Regions from separate parts of the Mus musculus genome. Here all the other regions are linked to region 3. The links are chromatin contacts, called in public Hi-C and HiCAR-type maps. All regions are on one chromosome and are shown on one strand. Each heading gives the region's core, a stretch centred on a gene start, on an enhancer-like site or on the middle of the called end of the contact. The rest is flanking DNA. Distances are from core to core; before and after follow the strand shown.

Region 1 (2,792 bases), core at 196-2,695, 310 kb before region 3:
TCTTCTTCTTCTTCTTCTTCTTCTTCTTCTTCTTCTTCTTCTTCTTCTTCTTCTTCTTCTTCTTCTCCTTCTCCTTCTCCTTCTCCTTCTCCTTCTCCTTCTCCTTCTCCTTCTCCTTCTCCTTCTCCTTCTCCTTCTCCTTCTCCTTCTCCTTCTCCTTCTCCTTCTTCTTCTTCCTCTCCTTCTTCCTCTCCTTCTTCCTCTCCTTCTTCCTCCTCCTCCTCCTCTTCCTCCTCCTCTTCATCCTCTTCTTCCTTTTCCTCTTCTTCTTCTTATTCAATTACTATTATTCTTATGTTTGATCTTCTCATAGTAGCCAAGATTTCCTGGATCATTTTTGTCAAAAACTTTTTAGATTTAACATTTTCTTTGACATATGTATCAATTTCTTCTATAGTATTTTCTATGCCCGAGAGTCTTTCTTCCTTTAACTGATGACATCTGGGTCTAGAGTTCCTGCTCTCTTACCTAGGTTTTGCATCTCCAGGATTCCCTTATTTTGTATTTTCTCAAATGCTCTGTTTCTGTTTTCAGGTCTTGAATAGTTTGATTCATTTCCTTTACCAGTTTGGTTGTGTTTTCCTGTATTTCTTTAAGAAATTTATTCATTTCTACCTTAAAGGACTCCATCACCTTTGTAAGATTGAATTTAAAGTCATTTTCTTGTGCATTGACTGTGTTAGAATATCCAGGGCTTGCAGTAGTAAGAGAGTTGGCTCTGGTAGTGCCCTGGATCTTATTGATTGTGTTCTTATTCTGGCCTTTAGCTATCTGGTGTCCTGGTGCTGGCTGGCCACCAAGGATACAGGCATAGATGTGGGCCAGAAAGTGGAGTGCAGGGGAGTGGGTGCAGTCTATGGTTGTTGGGTATGCTTTAGGGTTACTAGGCAAGTAGGGCATTTGGAGGGCAGGTATTTTACCTGGAAGTTCCTGATGCTGGCAGGTCTCCAGGAATGCAGACAGCATTGTGTGTTGCAAATGGAGTTCAGGGGACAGGGCACAGTTTACCTCTGCTGGGTGTGCCTACGGGGATCTGGAGAGTACGGGACCTGGTGTGAAGTCATCCCTGGTCATTCCAGATATTGGCAGGCCTGGTTGTTCCTGGTGCTGGCAGGCCTCCAGGAATACAGACAGAGTTGGGTGTCCCTGGTGCCAGCAGTCCACTAGGAATTGCAAAGGGTTTTTTAAATATATATATAATAAAATTTATAAAGCTTTTTTAAAAGACAGGCTTACAAAATATAAATACAAAAGAAATCATTGAACATATTCAGTGAGATAGCAGAAGTCTGTACAATTTAATCTAAGTCCCCAAAGCAAGGGAAAGATGCCAAGATGGAATTAGATATAAAAGATTATTGGTGGAAACACCCATGAGGTAAACCGAGGAGCTTGTGGAGACCGTCTGGCAGGGAGAGGGATGACACAAGGCTTACATAACAGGGAAGCAGCACAGGCTGTCAGGGAGCCATGGCTCCTCTAGAGAGTCTGCTAATGCAAATACTTTGGTTTGGGCCACCTGCTCAGGACAAGAAGGAAATGAACCATCTATCTGTGAGGTACTGTTTAGAAGCACCTGAAAGAGGGGCTTGCTCTCTCTACACTGGGAGCACATGACTTGGTCCTCAGCACATTGCTCTCTGTGCACTGGAGATATCTGACTTGATTCTAAAAGTTGCTGAATGAAGAAATTAAAAAAAACAAAAAAACAAAAAACAAAAAACAAAAACTTTAGAAAGTAGACCTGCTAATTTACATACATTATCATTAGGGATAGCCAGGAGACTCAGAGGAGGCTCTGGGGACAGGTTAGTAAGGTCAGAGGAAAGCACTGGATTCACATCACCAAGAAGTTCAGAGTGCTTTCCTCTGCAGGTCAAAGCCAAGGGCAGAAGGCTTCATGACAGGCCTGAGCTGGACAGTTTCTGCTGGATGGTGGAAAGCAGACAACAGAGGCCAGGTGGCCCTGCTTAATTGCCACAATTCATTAAGACTTCAGAGGCCAGAGGGCCAGCCAAGGAACCCAGTCTCACAGGAGATCATGAAGATAGTTATGGGATTATATTGGGCCCAGGGATAAAATTGATGAGCCACAACAGGATGCTACTTAATATTCAGGGAAGCAGCAAGAAGGGAGGAGCAGGTGCAGAGTGTGAGCACACTAACACACAAGACCCTGCTCAGCTCTCCATTCTGGGCCAATTTCAGCCCCAACCCCACCGAGTGATAAATTAGCTGCACTATTATGGAGACATAATGATCTCCAAGTTCTTTCCCAAAGGATCTATGCACTCGTAAAACAGAAATGCTCATATAGTTGAGGACTGATGGTCACATGGTCCAAGTTGATTCTGAAATTCAGAGACTCAAAGCATGACCATGCTTGTTGGGTGAAAATGTGCAAAGCCAGATAACATAGATAAAATCTGGCTGGTAGGGGCCACATTGGGTTCACAGAATCAGGCAAAAGCCATTTCCCTGTCTTTAGAAATGCTCAGGATACATAAGCTCGACAGTTGGGTGAAACATATTTGTAATAGCCCTCATAGTAACTTGGGTTCCCCAAGTCAAAGTCATGAAGTTCATATGGAAAGGTTATGAAGGAAGACACAGAGGGAAGGAAAAATGTTGGAGAGGTCTGATACCTTGATGCATATCTGATCCTTGAGAAGAGAGATGATAGGAGAAGGGAAGGGAAAGGCTAGATTATTTTTGTGATCCCAAGAGACTGCAACATGGCAAACAAGATGATCTTGAGGCAAAGTCAGATGACTGAGGAGTAAGGCACCCTC
Region 2 (2,700 bases), core at 96-2,595, 510 kb before region 3:
TGGAGGGCCTTTAATTAAAAGCCAGGCTTGTGTGTGCAGAGAGATAAAGCCAGGCACACCAAGAATGGGGGTAATTTAGGTGCTGAATGCGGTAATTAATTGTAAATTCAGAGGTCAGGAGACTGGCATTATCTTTGGGAAATCAGCATAGGGAGCTGGCCATCCGGCTGGAATAGGGTCTGAAGTAGCGGAAACATACGCTTAAGTGATTTTTTGAAACCTTAATCGCAATTACAGAGCAGTGCGGAGGTTAATTTGCAAAGTTCATTAATCAGAGGCATAAATACATCAGTGATCACCTGGTGCAAGAGAACCTGGAATGTTGTTTTCCAGCCATGATTTCCAAAAGTCAGCCTGGGGAATGAAGTACACTCTATCCTCCTCTGACTCTTCCTACTTGCCTTCATCTTCAAGCTGCTTAGAAACGTATTTCTCCCCTCTTGGTAGGAGCTGAAGCCTAACAGCAAAGACTGCTTTGGATAATACAAAATACATCTTATAATGATGAGACTTGCACAAAGAATAATCCCAGAATACTTTTTAGGGTATTCTATTAGTAGCCTAGACAGTAACACCTAGAGATAATATCAAAAGACAAAGCTTGAATTAATGTCCAATTTTAATCTCTAGAGTTAGGAGTTGAAGGTTAACTAGAGTGGTCAATCTTCAGATTCTATTGTATTTCACAATATAAAGCAATAAAGGTCAATGCGTGTGCTTACATGTGAGTTTCTCCCTTGAAAAATGACAGTCTATTAGATGCATATTTTGTGCTTCAGAGAGCATCGTGATGGGAGTATGTCCCAGCATGCAATGGTGGAGGTGATAGAAGCCTGCTACCTTCCAGTGCTCCATGCAGGAATAGAGATGCAGGGACTGTGCTAGTGTTCAGAAACTCACATTTGTTTAGTTCGCCACCTCAGAAGACAATAGTTCTCGAACACAAATGGTCACAACTACCTCTGCCCAGGCTTATTTCTGGATGTCTTCCACTTTTCACTCCCTATCTCTCAAGGTTCTAATTGCCTCCCACAGGAGAGGATTTCACAGGTCGGAAAATTACCTCAGAGAAAGGGAGCCAGATCAGAAAATTCCACCAAGATTGCTTGGGGCACTTCTTAAACACATAAAAGTTTTCATCTTTCCCCAGACCTCCTGAACCAGGCCCTCAAGGATCTGAAATCTAGGTAATAATTCTGAAACACCCTGAATCATTGCTTCACCAGCTAAACAAAGCTCTGAACTTCTCCAGCCTCTTCAGCTCCATGAGTGGGTGTATTGCTAGAAGCTGAACACCTGCTGTGTGCCTGGCAGTTTGCAATCCTAGAATGTAATCATGGCCTCTGAGGGCTGCAAACTTGAATGCATTCACCTCTCTGCCATTGAATAACTTCATCTCTATCTCTGCCAACCACTCCCTATCTTCTGTTAAGGTTTGATTTTTTTTTTTTTTCACACCTACTCAGCTACAGGCTCCCTCTATGTCCCTGGTACATACCTTGGACAGAGAAACAAACAGCAGGAAGATCAAACAGAACGAATGTAGATTGCCAACAGAAGGAGGCAATGACCCTCTAGAACAGCAAGCAGCACAAGCTCGGCTTCACAGATGGTGAAACTGGGGTGTAGACACATTTGCAGCAACAGAGAGCTCAGTTCTGGAGCCAGGGCTCTTTGGTCATAAAACAGGGCTCTGCAGGCTCATGCCAGGGATCTTTCAGGCCTAAGTGGTGAGTTCAGAAAACTCAACAGACAAAGCAAGAATGTGATTAGGAGGTGGTGGAGAAAAATCTTTGGAGTGAGGGATAGGAATGCTGATATTACCATCGAGAATATTTGATCCATGATTAGAAACTAAAAACACCTTGTCTCCGGATGGGAGATTCAAGCAACGAAATTTCTCTAATACAAGCACAATTAATCTAATCTAAGCACAATTATGATTCCTGCTGCTGAGATCTGCTTTTAAGCTCCATATTTGAAGTCATTTTCTTACATATATTATCTTTGCCAGTGGCTCTTGACCTTCCAAATATTGCAACCCTTTAATAAAGCTCCTCATGTTGCAATGACCCCCAACCACAAAATTGTTTCATTGCTATTTCATAACTGTAAGTTTACAACTGTTACAAACCTTAATGTAAATATCTGATATGCAAGATATCTGTTATGCAACCCTTAAAGAGGTTGTGACCCACAAGTTGAGATCTGCTAATCTATTGGTTTTCATTTATTTATTTTTAATTTTGTGTGTGAGCATGTGCACATGCGTGTGTGTGTGTGTGTGTGTGTGTGTGTGTGTGTGTGTGTGTGTATACACCATGTTACTAGTATGTAAGGCAAAGGGGATAAATTCCTTTCTTCCACCATGTGGATTCTGTTGATTGAATTCAGGTTATCAGTCTTGGCAACAAATGTTTTAACCACCTGGGTTATCTTGCTGGCCTGAATTTTTCTGCCATCTGAATTACTGGCCACAAATCACAGTTCAGATATCAGATAGTTACTCTGAATCATATCAATAGTAAGAGACTCAATTCCACTCAAAACAAGGATGATAGTTTAAGTTAAAGGCTTAGTCATCAGTTAAGCATCTAGATCAAAGATAAGAGCTGTATGCCCCCATAGGCACTAAATAAAGTCTTGGGGCTGGAGAGATGGCTCAATGGTTAAGAATACTTGTTGCTTTTTCAGAGGACC
Region 3 (3,012 bases), core at 350-2,849:
CTTCTGTCTCTTCACCTGTGTCCCCACATGGCTCTCCAGTGTGTAGGACCATGGCCCTAAGGAAGCAGAGTAGTACAAAGTCAGGGGGAAATGTTTTGTGTATCCTTCGCTCCACAAGGTGTTAGTAGATCCCTAGTGTAATGAAATGTGTGCGCACAAATACATGCTATGCATATGTCTACAATGTGAATGGATGTGTGTGTGTGTGTGTGTGTGTGTGGTCTCCATCCTGCAGGAAGCAGAGAGCAGAGTCAACTCCCTTGAGGAAGAACGAAAGAAAAGAAGGTGGAAACCTAAAGGCTTTCAACAATGGAGAATGGGCAAGTGGGTTGGGATGGGAAGGCTGGAATCGGCTCAAGCAGAAAGCTCACAAGGCACCTCTAGACCGAGTTAAATCCACAGTGTTTCTTTGTAGTTCTCTCCCTTTGCTAACTCTCCTGGACCACAATGCAGCAGAATACCCAGGGTCCCTGGCAGAAAGAATGGAGGGATGGGAATCAGAAGCAGTGGACTGTCCTGTGGGCTCAGGGGTTAAAGGTGCCATAGAGCAATACATCCTTCCAAATGCCCTCTGATCCCAACTGTGGCAGCACTCTTGGTTCCTGTACTCCTGAAGGAGAAGAATTTCTACAAGGACACAGACAACACTAGCAGCCAAAATTTACTTACAGCAAGCACAAAAGTGCAATTGAGCTGGTATATGCCAGAGAGAGAACCAGCCTTGCCCAGTATCTTCAGTGCCATCTCCCTTGAGGTTAGGATTGGTCCTTCCCTGCCCTACGGCTGTGGTCCAAGATGCTGCCCCCCCCCTCTCTCTCTCTCTCTATATATATATATATATATATATATATATCTCCAAGGTCTAGAAATTGTGTCAGTCTGTTAACACTGAACTGAATTAAATATTGGAATGTATATTAAAGTGTAGCTATCCATAAAGTCAAGAAGTTTATGGAAGAGAAATAGAGCCAGATACTAGAGGAGGGGCTCTGTGGGAGTAGAAGCCTACTAAAACCAGATTAATCCCCCCACTAGTTCTCTTACAATTATCTTTCCCAGTGCTCCAGACCTTTCTGTTTTAACACTATCATGTGCTTTAACCCTAACAGAGGAGAATGAAGAAAAAAAAAAAAAAATGCCCCTGGCTCCCTCCCAAACCTGACAGCACAATGAATCAAGGTTGTGCCCTGCATTTTCACCAAACCCCCTCCTCACAGGGTTGGAGGCCAAAGTCTCAAAGTACTTCACCCCAGATTCTAATAAGGCCACCTAGACACAGACACAGGTTCCCAAAGTTCCTGAACCCTAGAATATGCCTCCCCACAACCTCCTCTCTGGGAATCCCACCTGGCTGGGTATGCCAATGGCGAGTCCAGAGTAGCGCGCAGCTGTAACCTGAGTCTGCGCACAACAGCCAGTGAATTCATTCCCCCAGGAGTCAGCTCCCCACAGGGCCCAGCTGAGCAGATGCCTGTGCCAGAGCGCCTCTCCGAGCCAGCAAGCAGAAGACTGCTGGTCGCTGCTCCTCCTACACCCTGAGTAAGCACAGGAACTTCCCTCACTGGAAAGGCAGGACAGAGCTGGCTGTGGACACAGATGAGAGCATGCTGGTGGCTTGGGTACCATCTATTTGTTGGGGGAAAATCTGAGCAATTTACACCCTGGGTTGGACGTGTGGCAAAGGCACTCCTGGATCGACACCGCCCTCTGCTGGCCATATGCGGCCATGACAACATCCTTTGGACTGGAACACAAACCCAGGAAGGCCAAGCTTCCCACTATGAAAGGTGGAGAAACAGCAGCCAGTCCCCCCAGCACCTCTTTCAGGAGCATACAAGCTGGACTCAAAGAAGAGGAGACACTTCCTGTACCTTTTCCAGGAAAACCCTCTGTCTTTTCATGGTTTGTATTCCTGCACAAAGCATCAGGACCAAGAAAAAAGTTGGGGTTCCTAGGAAAGAGTTTGTTTGGCTTACACTTCCACATTGCTGTTCATCACCAAAGGAAGTCAGGACAGGAACTCACATAGGGCAGGAACTTGGAGACGGGAGATGATGCAGAGACTATGGAAGGGTGCTGCTTACTGGCTTGCTTCCCCTGGCTTACTCAGCTTGCTTTCTTATAGAATCCAAGACTACCAGCCCAGGGATGGCACCACCCACAGTGGGCTGGGCCTTTCCCCCTTGATCACTAATTGAGAAAATGCCTTACAGCTGGATCTCATGGAGGCATTTCCTCAAGGAGGCTCCTTTCTTTGTGACAACTCCAGCTTGTGTCAAGTGGACACACAAAACCAGCCAGTGCGTCCCGTTCCTGGCCACGCTGGCTTTCAGATGCCAGCCAACACACTAGGCGAGCACTGTACCTCTGAGTCCATCCCTACCCCTAGAGATTATTTCCCCTAGGTATGTGTGGCTCTTTATTACTCTTAAAGACCACCATGATCTTCATTCTGAAATTTTATGGGCCTGGAAAGCAGAAACTATCCCCTTGCAGAAGGGCAAGGTTACTGTCCCACGTTGCCCAAGGCTTATGCGATTGGTTCATGGGCGTGAGGAGCAATGGCCAGCAGCCACTGCAGCTAGAAAGTGCAGTGCAAATCCCTTTCCTAAACATATATGGTTAGGAGTCACTGTGGCTGGCCTGGCCTGAGGTTTGCCAAGTGTCAGACACCTACTGTACCACTGACAGTGGTTCCCGCCCTTGGACTTCAAAAAGACTCTGTGAACCTGGATCACAGTGAGGTTGAACACCTCCTCAAGATCAAGGTACCAAGGGACAGATGAGATTCCAGGGCCAATATGTGTGTGTGTGTGTGTGTGTGTGTGTGTGTGCGCGCGTGCGTGCGTGCGCGAGCTCTCGCTCGCGTACACACACGCTACACAGTCCCCCTCAGGAAAAGGCCTTGCATGTACACCTCTGCTAGAAGGTACACAGCTACTTAAAAGCCTTCCTACAAAATAAAGCCACTGCCCTGCCTTTCTCTGGGCTGTCCCTTCTCTCACGGCAACC
Region 4 (2,746 bases), core at 105-2,604, 260 kb before region 3:
GCTATGAGACCATGGAGAGGGCACATGGTCCAGGCTGGAAGAGACTGGGGGAAGCTTTCCAGGGGATTTATGGTACGGCATGTAAACTAAACGCAAGTAAGAAGAATTTATGCAAGAAAAAGGAAGGAAGGGAGAAAAGAAGGAAGGAGGGAGGAAGGGAGGGAGAAGGAGGGAAGGGAGGGAGGAAGGGAAGAAGCAGGAAACCAAAGATGTTCTAGAAGTGACTTAAGAAAGAATGCAAATATTTTGGTCTGAACATTCAGATGGACTTTAATCATGGATTCTTGGCAAAAAGGCCAGACTTGAGAATAGTAAGAATCCACAGAAAATTTTCAAACACGCAACAAAATAGTCCAGCTTGCTTGCTTGTTTGCTTGCTTGCTTGCTTCCTTCCTTCCTGCCTTCTTTCCTTCCTTTCTTCCTTCCTTCTTTCTTTCCTTATTTATTTATAGATCTTCTAAATATAGCCAGAAAAGTACAAAATGTGCCAAAGAGGAGGCAGAGCTTCCCGTTAGCATATTGCTAGAATAATTCAGGTGGAAGTTGATAATGCCTAGAACTTCATACCTATCTCTATAAATTTTGACATTTCTAATTCAATTGTTTTTTAAAAACTGCAAAGTGATAGCTGAAACAGGGCACAGAGAGTGTATGTAGGGCTAAAGCAATAAAGGATCTATAGCAGAAACAGTGCCAAACCTGGTCACTGATTAAATATGGAAGTGGACACCCAGGAAGTGACTCAAAGGAAGTGGACACCCAGGAAATTCAGGCTGGAACCAAGAATGATGATAGAACAGGAAAGGGCCAGTGGCGGACTGTGGTGGGAAGATTACACTGGGGTTGAATCTAGTGGTTAAAAAGGAAAGTTCTTTGGCTGCAGGAGAAAGCACAGGAATAGCTATGAGATGGTATTATTTCATCTGTGTCTCACCTGAGACCAGCTAAAATCACTAACACTGGCTTTCATCGAGTACTTGAAAAACACAGACAAAAAGAGCAAGAGAAAGTGAATAACCAATTAAGCTCATTACTGAAAATAAAATCAGCCTGGGAAACATCTAAAAGCCAATTCTCCACAGCTGGATAGAGATATAATAGAGGAAGGTACAGACAGGGTTAGAAGCATAGGCGAAAGTCACTAGAAAAGACACAGACACACACCCAGAGGACATCCCACTATCCTCGCTGTCCTGGGTACGCCTGCAGTTCCAGACCCAGCCACCCTCAATAAGAAATAAAGGAAAGGGTGAAGGAGAGAAGCTGGCAAATCCGATAAAGATGGATGGAGGGGATTGAGACAAAGACACCTTCAGGCACCGCGTCAGCTCCAACTCACCAACTCAAAAACAAACTCATTAATTATCCACCAGCCAGGGCTGAAGTAGGGCCGGTATAAACACTCCACACACCAGCTCTTTGTGAGACAAACAGCCCTGAAGCACACACACCAGGGGCTCTTACTACTGAGTGCACAGCCAGCTTTGCTATGGCTAAGAACATTTTTTTCCCTGAAGGATATAAACTCCAGTTAGCAAAACTCCACCCAGGACTCATTATGTCTCCTTTTGTTGTAAGAAGGCCAGAGTAAGCGGACTGTAAGCTTTCTTCTCAAGCATGGCATTCACTCTCTGTGTCCTTTCCAGCTTAGTTCTCAGCAGCGTGAAGACATTCATTTTCATCATCTCTAACCTCACACATTATCCCATTCATAAGTCCCAGTATGTTTAGACTATGGGGTCATAAAGGCCACTCTGAGGGAGTACACTCACTACTTCACCCCAGATCTATCAACCTTCCTCTGTTGCTCAGAGTGCATGGCCTTTCTTCGTCCTCTGCCCTCTGCTCTCTGTGACCCAACTCCTGAGAGAGAGAGGGGGGGGGGTGTTCTCTGAGAGCCAAGGCCCCTTCCAGCTTCTCTCCATCCTTATTGATTCAATTTTGGGCTTCAGCCATTGCCATCTCCAGCCTCAGTTTCCATACCAGGATTCCCCAAAGCCAACCTGTACTTTTCCAAGACATTCTTTACACCACAGTCAGACATGTCGCAAAGCTAAATTGGCACTTTGGTTTGCAAACCTCCTTAATGAGTTACAGCTCTGATGAAATTTAAAAATAATAATAATAAAAACAAATCTTTAACAGGCCCTACAAAGTCTTAATCTCCCCGACTTGCAACAATATTCCACCCCGTTCTACCCCACCATCGTTGAGTTCTGCATACTATGAAAGTCTAGCTTTATTTGCTTTCCGGACAGCATATTCTCGCTCTTCCCTTCAGGACTCTGAGATCCCCTCCTCCTTACCTAAGAATACCCTTTTGTCCACTTCACCAGAAAAAAATTCTGTTATCTGCTCACCCCGAGTACACATTTCACTTCTTCCAAACTGCTTTTTTTCTGAGTGGCCTTTCTAAATGTCTTCACTGGGTGCATCTTCCATTAAGTATAACAGGATCTTCGTCATAACAAATTATAATGGTATATTCCTCTCATCCATCCTACATTGGATAATTTTTTTTTTAGAATGGAGACACTGTGTAGCTTGACCACGGCTGTATTTCCAGTTTCTATCAAGCACACGGGACATACTCAGTCTTGAATCAGTACCTCCCTAGTAAATGATCAGAAGCAGGCAAACAAGAAAATGGATAGGTAAGATTATTTGGTTACAAATTAGAAAATCCACTAGATTATTTAAGCAAAAGTGAATCCTGCGTCAGAATACTGACTATTTGTTCAGACAA

Evidence for each region. A called contact is a pair of places that touch in the nucleus more often than the background predicts. HiCAR-type assays count read pairs that join an accessible place to other places.
Region 1: a Hi-C map of the N1E-115 cell line shows a contact between it and region 3, with 6 times the contacts expected there. The contact joins two enhancer-like sites. A contact is called at or near these places in 6 of 15 datasets of contacts at CTCF or cohesin (the G1E-ER4 cell line, embryonic stem cells, large pre-B cells and 2 more), 69 of 484 Hi-C or Micro-C datasets (the BV-2 cell line, the C10 cell line, the G1E-ER4 cell line and 38 more) and 6 of 115 datasets of contacts at active chromatin or transcription factors (astrocytes, embryonic basal ganglia, embryonic stem cells and 2 more).
Region 2: a Hi-C map of the N1E-115 cell line shows a contact between it and region 3, with 8 times the contacts expected there. The contact joins two enhancer-like sites. A contact is called at or near these places in 2 of 15 datasets of contacts at CTCF or cohesin (large pre-B cells and pro-B cells), 4 of 484 Hi-C or Micro-C datasets (the G1E-ER4 cell line, the N1E-115 cell line, cortical neurons and 1 more) and 2 of 115 datasets of contacts at active chromatin or transcription factors (embryonic basal ganglia and oligodendrocyte precursor cells).
Region 4: a contact with region 3 is called in a HiCAR-type map of embryonic stem cells, with 5 times the contacts expected there. The contact joins two enhancer-like sites. A contact is called at or near these places in 2 of 484 Hi-C or Micro-C datasets (the N1E-115 cell line and cerebral cortex) and 2 of 115 datasets of contacts at active chromatin or transcription factors (embryonic midbrain and embryonic stem cells).

The regions. Positions count from the first base shown.
Region 1 is chr9:27,723,409-27,726,200 of GRCm38.p6, reverse strand. No RefSeq gene overlaps it. Among named protein-coding and RNA genes, the nearest start is that of Gm39314, 66 kb to the left of the region's middle. Within about 2 kb of position 1,445, at least 12 of the 459 cell types and tissues checked have an H3K27ac peak or open chromatin away from gene starts, as enhancers often do. A contact at or near this core is called in the N1E-115 cell line, where this site is marked.
Region 2 is chr9:27,923,091-27,925,790 of GRCm38.p6, reverse strand. All of the region lies in intron 1 of Opcml (opioid binding protein/cell adhesion molecule-like), which reads right to left. Among named protein-coding and RNA genes, the nearest start is that of Opcml, 130 kb to the right of the region's middle. Within about 2 kb of position 1,345, at least 9 of the 459 cell types and tissues checked have an H3K27ac peak or open chromatin away from gene starts, as enhancers often do. A contact at or near this core is called in the N1E-115 cell line, where this site is marked.
Region 3 is chr9:27,412,813-27,415,824 of GRCm38.p6, reverse strand. No RefSeq gene overlaps it. Among named protein-coding and RNA genes, the nearest start is that of Spata19, 18 kb to the right of the region's middle. Within about 2 kb of position 1,599, at least 66 of the 459 cell types and tissues checked have an H3K27ac peak or open chromatin away from gene starts, as enhancers often do. A contact at or near this core is called in the N1E-115 cell line, where this site is marked.
Region 4 is chr9:27,669,274-27,672,019 of GRCm38.p6, reverse strand. No RefSeq gene overlaps it. Among named protein-coding and RNA genes, the nearest start is that of Gm39314, 120 kb to the left of the region's middle. Within about 2 kb of position 1,354, at least 7 of the 459 cell types and tissues checked have an H3K27ac peak or open chromatin away from gene starts, as enhancers often do.